Linked DNA regions of Mus musculus: region 1 is linked to region 2. A link is a contact called in public Micro-C data. All regions are on one chromosome and are shown on one strand. The core of a region is the stretch at or near the end of the contact, and the rest is flanking DNA. Distances in the headings are between cores, read along the strand shown.

What was found. Hi-C and Micro-C count contacts between places; a contact is called where the count stands out from the background.
Region 1: a contact with region 2 is called in a Micro-C map of trophoblast stem cells, with 2.6 times the contacts expected there. The contact joins the enhancer-like site here to the promoter of Pmp22 in region 2. A contact is called at or near these places in 1 of 39 promoter capture datasets (embryonic stem cells), 1 of 15 datasets of contacts at CTCF or cohesin (the NIH/3T3 cell line), 11 of 484 Hi-C or Micro-C datasets (the HL-1 cell line, Kupffer cells, the N1E-115 cell line and 7 more), 4 of 115 datasets of contacts at active chromatin or transcription factors (bone marrow-derived macrophages, embryonic stem cells and heart atrium) and 1 of 9 other capture datasets (adipose tissue).

The regions. Positions count from the first base shown.
Region 1 is chr11:63,091,795-63,096,277 of GRCm38.p6, reverse strand. It overlaps Tekt3 (tektin 3), which reads right to left. Exons shown (of 8, transcript NM_027660.1): 8 at 1,318-1,652. The coding sequence ends at 1,436. All of the region lies in intron 2 of Gm36926 (a long non-coding RNA gene), which reads left to right. Among named protein-coding and RNA genes, the nearest start is that of Gm36926, 25 kb to the left of the region's middle. Within about 2 kb of position 2,682, at least 2 of the 459 cell types and tissues checked have an H3K27ac peak or open chromatin away from gene starts, as enhancers often do. A contact at or near this core is called in Kupffer cells and trophoblast stem cells, where this site is marked.
Region 2 is chr11:63,129,941-63,134,667 of GRCm38.p6, reverse strand. Pmp22 (peripheral myelin protein 22) reads right to left here and starts at 3,211. Exons shown (of 5, transcript NM_008885.3): 1 at 3,014-3,211; 2 at 1,424-1,543; 3 at 148-247. The coding sequence starts at 1,501.

The DNA of each region.
Region 1 (4,483 bases), core at 1,433-3,932, 38 kb after region 2:
TGCTGCCTGGGTAAATGGATGCCTTTGGCAGCCCAGTGATCCTTCCAGACTCACATCATACTAAAGACAGTTTAAACAGAGAGAGCCAGATCGGGTGCTGTAGCTACTCCAGTCCTGAGATTCTTAGACATGAGAACACAGCGTGAGCCTGGGCTGCCTGTAGAATTCAGCACTACTGCAGTTACCGTCATGAAGTCGCCACCATGCTTCAGACTAAACCCCAGATGTTTATTTACAGAATCTTGCCTTGCCCACAGTTTACCAAAATAAGAAAACTGGGCCTTTTCTGTCTGAACTACATTTTTTTCTTCCCGTCACATTCTTGTAATGCCAGGAATACACACCAAAGTGAAAAAGACTTCTCTCTTTCCTGTGAGTGTAAGTGTTATGTCTTTATTCTTCAATATATATATATATATATATATATATATATATATATATATATTTCATGGAAAAAGAAAGATTCCCCCAAAACACATAACAAATAAAAGATGTGTTAAGTTCAGAGTTGTAAAACTCATAAAATTATAACATTCTGTTGAACTTTTAACTGTTGGATAACAAGACAAAACCTATAATTTGATTCTAAAATGATATCTTGGGACCACAAAAAATAGCCAAATGTACAAGCTTATCATCTGTACATCTACCCTTCTGGCATCTAACAATGTTTTGTGACATTGACTAGCCAATATTCTAAGGAGAAAGGGCATGGACTAAGACAGGAAGACCAGGAGGAGGGAGAGACATGAATTCTGGAGTTAGTGGGCAATGGCAAAGCAGGGTAAGCATATTGAGATTCAGAGAGAGACACCAAGAGAGAGAGGAGAAGGTGAGAAACGAGAAGAAGCCCCTCTCTGCTGTTGCTTCCCATTTCAGAGTGTGTGGCAATGTTGAGGAATGCCCAAGAATTCATGGGCAAGAAGGAAAAGATATGGGAGGAGGTTAGCATCCTGCCATCAGTTTCAAAGGCTAAGGTTCTCCCCTGTGCTTCTCGTGCTCCAAGGCGCTCTACCTCGATCCACATACCAAATGTCCCACCATGTCCCACTGGGTGGTGAAGACTTTCACACACAGGTCTTTAGAGAACATTCAGTGTTGCTTACAGCATTATGACTCAGGATCTGGTCACTGCCAGGATAAAATGGTCTTCATTTTCAGCTCATCCATATTACTTATGGAGGGGTGAGAATCCTTCGACTCCCATATTTACTTTCTTGGGTGGATCGACTACATTTCCTTATTTCTATTCCAGAACCCAGAAAGCAGAGAATTAAGGTTTAGGCACAAATGAGAGGCCATCCAGAACAAGGTCATGGTGTTTCTGTGAACACAACTCTTTAATAGTGACTATATTAACACTCATTTAGATGCTGAGATACTGTTTTCCTTCTACCACTTTTTAGGAGTTTGAAAACTACTCTTCCCAGGGTCCCTAGCAGTAGCCCACCAGCCGGAGGGTGCTGGGGTAGCTATTGCGCATGCTCATGCATTTTTCCTGGTCGATGTACAGAGTGTTGGCTTTCACAGCCAAGTCATGCTCCAGGGTGGCTTTGGTATGGGCCAAGGACTGCAAGGTGTCCTCCGAATCCCTCAGGCGCTGCTGCAGAGTCTGGATGGTCTCGTCTACCTCATAGACCTCGTTAACAAGGCTGCAGGAGGGAGCACATGGTTAGGTGGACGGGCACACTCAGGCAGTCTGTCCCCAGCTGATTTAAGGGACATGTCAGAAGTACTTTTTATATCAAGGGATGCATATATCTATGCATGCTTCCAGAATTACCAGAATCATCCCCTATTGTCAACCTCATTATAGTCTATAACCCAAAAGATAATCTAAACATATACCTGAGATAACACTAAAATTCCACTCACTTATACACACCACACACTCACACACATCCATATACTGACATACTTATTCATATGGACACACATGAATGTATGATGCTACTCACAATATTGTAAAAGAAAAAGTTATAAACACTGGTATTTCATTAAAAAGCAAATGTGAGGGGAAAACCTCTTGACTTAGGTGGGACTTTATACTTTTTACTTTAGTCTTGAACATGACTTTTGTAGGGTTGAGAAAGGAGCCTTTAATATATAGAATTCTACTCAACCTCCTACCATATCTCAGTTAGGGACATTCCTCACGCTATAATGCCCCACCGAGACCCTAGGTTAAAAAAAAACCCTCCCAGATCTCAAGTCAGAACATTGTAATTTACCAAACCTTGACACGACATTAAGATGACGGTACATGCCACTCGCTGCGTACTCTGTGACTCTGAAACTGTCACAGATGCTCTTTCTACGTAGTGATGAAAATTAGCCCCGAGGACAAAAAGTAAGTGACAGTGTCTTCACAAACTGGAGCAGCTCCGCCTCACTGACACAGTTCAGGTCCGTCTCAGGCTTCCGGGTTTGTACTGTTTATAGACCTTGCCTAAAGGCCTGTGTATCTTTTGCATTTGGTCTCTAAGCTGCCTCAGTCTTTGCTCATCTCCCTGCCAGAGCACTGCTACTTATCAACATTTGCATAAATAAACATAACTGCTATGCAAGCTTCTGGAAATAGTGGCCCTGCTTTTTTTTTTTTCTGTCTGCTTGGAGAAACCATTGTCCCTAAGTAACTGTTTGCCTTCTCATTTTGTTTGTGTTTTGCTGCACATAAGAGTTCAGTGTTTACTGGGCCAACTTCCTTCTTCCCCTTTGGGATTTCTTCTACCATGTTTATATTTAGACCATTGCTCTTCCCAAGAGCAATTACCCACTGATTTGACCAATAGTATCCCCCAGGATACACCCCTGGAGCACTCAAGGGTAAAACCTGGCACAGGTTATAAAAAGGCAGTCGTCGGTTTTAGGGACTGCTCTCCATGTGAGTCCCACTCTGAGTGTCATGCCAGGTCAAACAGCTTACTCTTACATCCCTACACAAACCCAGACACATGTCCACTCTCCTATGAGCAAATGGAGACATCAGACGATACCCAGCAGCCACTTCTAAACACTCCGCTTGGATCCCACTCAGTTGAAAACGTAACTTTGATTACAGTCAGCCCTCTGTATCTGGGGCTCTGCATGCACACTCAGTAAGTCACAGATTTAAACTATTTGTCAAAAAATGTATTCATGCTAAACATATGTTATCTTCTTGCTCCCTAAATGACACAATGTAACAACCAGGATTTACATTGCATAGCCATTACAAATAATCTCTCCATGAATGAAAAGGACACAGAAGGATATCAATGGGTTATATGCAAATTCTGAATCATAAGGGATTTCATGTTTGTGGATTTGGATATCCAAGGGAAATCTTGACACCGCCCTCAGGGATCCTGATGGATGTGCATCACGGGTGGTACAGAGATGGAAGTGTATTTTCTTCAAACTTTCACTCAGGGGCAGATTGAAAGGGCATGGAATATATATATATATATATATATAAGAAACGGTTTTGAATAGAACAGTGCCTATGACCAAGTAAGGATTGAGGCATCCCTAGAGGGAAAAAGGTTTCACCATGACAGACATGTATCCAAACCACATTAGCACCAGAACACAGCGTAACTATGTAGCTTCACAGGACTTGGCAGCTGGAGAAGGACCACCAGGGGTCATGAAGCCCAGTGTCCTTGTTTCACAGATGAGGACTCTGCGCCCAGAGGATTGATGGAATGTCCTGTTCGTGGGTACACAGCCCACATGTGTTTATAAGCACTATAAGGCCATCCTGGAAGCTGGGAAGGAAATACAGAGTCTGGGTGGCGTCCTAAGAAACAGGGTCCCATTTCCTGTCCCCACCCTTTCTATTCCTTTCAATGAGAGGACAGAAGCAGAGACCCAGGAGGGTGGCCTCGGGACACAGGGCTCCTTTGAGATGACCCGTCTCACTGTCTTTCTTCCTTGTAATCCCTACAGACAATACACAGGATGCTGGCCCAGCTGAATGTCTATAGCAAATAAACAAGTAATTTTTAATGCCAAGTACTTTTTTTAGTCCTAGTACAATACACATACTATGAATTTTACCATCCTAGAGCATATTCGTGTATACATTACATAGCTGGCTCCTCTAACCATCCGGGTGAGGAGCACCACAGAGACCCACAACCTACCTAAAAGTGCACCTGTAATGTACCCTCTACATCTATGGCTCAGATAAATCACGGAAGGAGGAGAAAGGTCGTGGGAGCCAGCGGCCTAGGATTCTTTGCTTCTTACTCAGCATACACACCCACTTTCTTGCCCTGAGTCCCTAAACAGCACAGTACAGCAGCTGCTTATTTTAGTACTAATTACGTTGGGTTATGCTAATATACAAACGATTTCATGCACATAGAAGGAAGTGCTCATAGCAAATACTATACCATTTAATATACAGGACCTGAGTGCCTGTGAATTTTGACATCTCTGAGGGTGTCCTAGAACTAATATATCCCCCCCACCCCCCAATCAGGGAGCTTCAATTAGG
Region 2 (4,727 bases), core at 1,962-4,461:
CTCATGTTGGATATCTGACTCTGTGACACAGTCCACCCCAACCCAGTAGGGACTTTCTAGACCAGAGCCTCAAGAATTGATCATTTCAGGTGCAAAAGAAGACCCAGTTAGGACCAATCTGCACAGGGCACAAAACTAGTCTCTCACCGCTCACTGATGAGGAGTAGCAGTGTTGGACGGCTCCCAAGGCGGATGTGGTACAGTTCTGCCAGAGATCAGTCGTGTGTCCATTGCCCACGAGCCATTGCTGCAAACAGCCAGACATGCCCGGTCAGTAAAGCAGTGAGGAGAGAAGGGAGAAAGGAGCAGGGCAAAGGATGGTATTCCCCAGCCTCATCCCCTGGATGCCTGGCCCTCCCCCTCCTGCCCAGTGAGATCAGCAAGCCATTCCCCAGCCTCATCCTCTGGATGCCCAGCCCTCCCCTTCCTCCCTCACCACTCCCTGGTAAAGTTGACAGTTGTGATCCGAAAATGAGAGGTGACAGCTTGGTATAGACATCACGTGGAGGTGGGAACACTGTTTTGTGTGTGAAAGACACTTTGGAAACAGAGAGGTTCCAGTCACCCAGACTCATACAAATGGTACCGTGCGCAGAAATGTATGGCATAGTAGCAAACAAGGACTTGCCCAAGGACAACTGCACCCTCACCACACTTATACCCTCTGGGTGTCACTCCTAGCCATGAGTTCTCTAAGCCTTCCTTTTATACATATATTTGATGGTGGGGAGCAAGGCCTTATGTAGCCCAGGCTGTCCTCATGTCTCTATGTAGCCAAGGATGATCTTGAGTTTCTGACCCTTCTACCTCAGGAAGTGCTGACGTTTCAGGCAAGTACTACCACACTCAAGTTCATGCCATGATGCATTTTTAGCATCCCACGGCTCTGTCAAGATTAGCCACAGCCATAGTCATAATTAAGATCTTGTCAATAATAAAGCAATTAACATAAATAACAATAATCCCAAACCACACTTCCAGCCTGCTTCACATTAAGACGTTAAAGGCGGAAGCATACATCTTCATTTTTCAAGAAAGCCAATTTTAAATGAATTAATCCACTGTGTCTGACAGCTCCACACCAGCTATTTCCTTGCCCAGCTCCTATCAGTGGAGGGCACTCCGGTAAGATAGATAAGATACCACAGTCCCCCTGCAAGACTGGCTTAAGTCCTGAGCAACTAAGTTCTTCCAGCCCTTGCTCACTGTCTACCCCTGATGCTGGCCTAACTTTCTCAAAGAACTGAAAAGAAGTGGGTGGCAAAGAAGTGCAGCAACAGAAGTCCTGGGGCCTCTGGTATGTCCAGCTGTCTGCAAATATCACTCCAGTTTGGCAACCTGGGGAAGCACTGGCTGGGAACCCAGAGCAGAGATAGCTGCCGCCCTGCAGGGAGCCTCCCCTGTCCGCTCGCCCCGCACTCACGCTGACGATGGTGGAGACGAAGAGCAACACTAGCACCGCGATGTGCAGGAACAGGATCCCCAACAAGAGTAGGAGCATGGTGGCTGGGAGTTGGGCTCGGGATCAGAGGAGCGGTGCCTGCTGAGAGAGGAAGGCGGGTGTGAGGCCGCTGGCCCTGGCCCGGGGGCCCAGCTGGCCGGGAGGGGGCGGCCGCCGCCATCCCTATCCCCGCCCAGTGCCCGCCCGCAATCGAACATCTTTTGCCTTTGGAACAAAACAAGCAAGTGGTGCGCACGTCCCGATCACCCCGGGAGGCGCGCGGAGGAGAGGAGTTTCCTGAACGATGAGCCGAGGCCACAGCAAGCCTCCGCCCAGCCTGGGCGCCTTTCAGGGCCCTTGGGACTTGGGAGGCTACCGAGGCCACGTCCCTGACCCAGTCACAGGGTGGATTCCCCCCGAGACTGGAGGCTCAGCGGGCGGCGCCAGGCTCACAGCCAGAGGCCTGGGGTCGCCCGCCACCCGAGGCTGGTTTCCCAGACCCCAGCGCGCCCCGCGTTCCGTTACTTGCCTCCAAGTTTCCACCCGTTTTTGCCAGCGGAGAGCAGCCGCCCCGCCCCCGGCTCGGCCTAGATGCTGGCGGCTGGGGGAGCGGGAGAGCAGGCGGGCTGGAGGATTGCCCGGCTCCGGAGCTTCCCGCGCGCAGGGTTCCGCGCCTTCCCTGCGCCCCGGGGGGTGAAGAGCCTTCAGCCCCGCCAGCTCCACAGGCACCCCCTGGACGGCCCCAAGGAGAGCTAGGCTGAGCCCGCCGCACTTGCGGACCCCTGTCCAAAGCCCCATCCCGAATAGATGCGCCAGGGGCCCTATCCCTTGGTTGCTGCTGACTGGAGGGAAGGAGACAGTGCGTAAAGAGGCTGATTGAGTCTGAGAATTCTCGCAAGTCAGAGCAGGCAAGACGTGTTTCCAAGGTCCGAAGATACTATCTCCTACCCTACCTCCCCCTCCACTTCAGACTTTAGGGAGCTAAAACTTGGGTGACCTGATAGTGAATGTGTACAGCCGTGAAAATCTGGCTGCAGCTGAGTGAACCAGTTAAGGATAGAACCTTAGACCAAGGAGACTTCTAAATTAGTTTTGACAAGTATTCTATCCCAGACACGTCCATTTTCCTCCCAAGGAACACATCAAAGACAAAAAGCCAGGAATGCACTGAAGATATAAGCAAGATTTTCCCCATGATTTCCAGAAAATTCAAATTTCATTGGATGGCTTCAAGTAGCAGAGACCAAGAACACCATAGGGCCTGCGGCTAGAACCCGAAGGACCAGAGACTCGTGTATTTTAACAGTACATCCTCTGGAAAGAATCACAAGGCCGCCCCAGCAACCCTCTATCCAGACACCGCCACCACCCTGGTCTGGACGATGCAGAGGCAGTCCTAGGTGTGTCCCTCCGGTAGGCTAGGATGTAGGAAGGGGTCTCCACGTTCTTGTCACAAGGCGGCCCTATGGAGGGTCAGAGCCCCGTCCCCGCTTTAGGCATAGCATTTCCAGATGATGCCCAGCTTTATGCCCCCCACCACCACCACCTTCTTCACTTTCCCTACCAACTTACTTTCAGTTCAAAGGGACAGCTATCTCAGAGCAGATTAGCCTCAGGCACAAACTCCGGTGCGTCCACTGGGTTGCTGGCGTCCCCAAAGACAGCTGTGCTGCGGGTCAGCGCGCGCGCAAAGCAAGGGGGCAGTGGGAGGCTCCCGGTGTTCCCCTTTAACGGGAACTACGCCCTATTTGCGTCGCTGCAGAAGGGTGTGTCCCAGGGTCAGCGTGTGCGGGAGGGCGGGCCTCCCTGAGGAGAGGGGGCAGGCGGGCGGGCGGGGCGCCGACTGCCAGACAGTTACTTGGACTTAAAGACACCCCCGGAAAAACCAGATCTCTGCAAAACCTCGACTTTTACTTAAAGCTGGAGGACCCTGGGCTTCTCGTCTCTCACCTTCCCTAGATCTGTGGTACTCGGGCCCTGTTGACCAATACATTGCACCTTCGCCCCTGTCCCCTCAGCGCACATGGATAAAGATTGCTAGATTTCGTACCCACCTCCCTGCCTCACTCCCCAAGTGCGCAGTGCTGGGTTCTCGGGAACACTGAAGTGAACTGTGCCCATTCGGGGACTGTGTAGCTGGATCACCTCTCCTACTAGCAGCCAGGACCTCAGGTCTTGGCGCACCTGACCTGCGCTGGGGTCTTAACTGGGCTAGTCTTTAAAACACCCATCCTCGCTATCCCTGTTTGTACCTAGAAAGTATGCTGGTTTACTGGGATTCGGGGTACATATCTAGAGGGCTAGGCTGGGACCCCAATCCAAGAGAGAAGGGAGGGGAGGAAAATCCAAGCTTGACGGACGGATGGACGGACAGACGGACAGAGGGGTGGGGCTCTAGGATCCGGCTCCTCCTAAGCTTGGCAAAACCAGATTTTACAACTGCATATAAGCTCCAGGCGAAGTTTGCCTGAGGCAAGCTGGCCTGGCTCCCAGCCTTGGCTGGAGTCCTGGCCATGGGGGTAGGGGTGAGAGAAGTGGCCATCTGAGGTGCAGGAAGAGCAGCCAGAGAAACTAGCTGATTCATAGGCACTTGAGTGTGGCCGCCCAGAGTTAAGAAGGGAGAGGCTAGCCAGCTCTTCTTGGAGATGTGCCCAACTAACCATCAGGTCACCTGTATTGGCTGACTGAGCAAGGAGCCCGTGTGTTAAAGTCTCTACCTGCATATCCACACCCTCCCTACCTGTTAAGAGCAGTGAGTCATAAAGCCCTGGGAGACTCAGATAGTTCCATATTATTTTGTTTTTTGACAGTAGCCGCTACTTGAGCTAATTGTATATGCTTGCTCATTACATAAAAAAATAAACTTGAAGCATTCTTCAGACAATGATCTTTTAAAATTTCTCATCGGATTAAAAATAAAGAGTATGTGTGACATTTTTATTCAGTTCCCTGCCAATGCCAGGTGTCGTACCTGTGCTTGGCACACAGGAGGCTGAGAGGAGATGCATGGCAGAGGTTGAAGCCAGAGCTCTGCACTCGGTCCACACCTAATCAACTAGTGCTCCTGTCGTGAGCATTCATTGAGCATTCAATGTTTTCCTCTGGGAAGAACGGCCGCTGCCTACACCGAAGGGCGTGGTGATCCTAATGACAGGCTCAGAGCCATTAGCTCTGTGTCTGGAACAAAACACAGGTCCAGTCCTCTAACACGCCCCTATTCTGAGCACACTACACTTAACAATCACAGCCCTTCAAGGGGCTGGCCTGTCCACCTCGGTACTAAAAC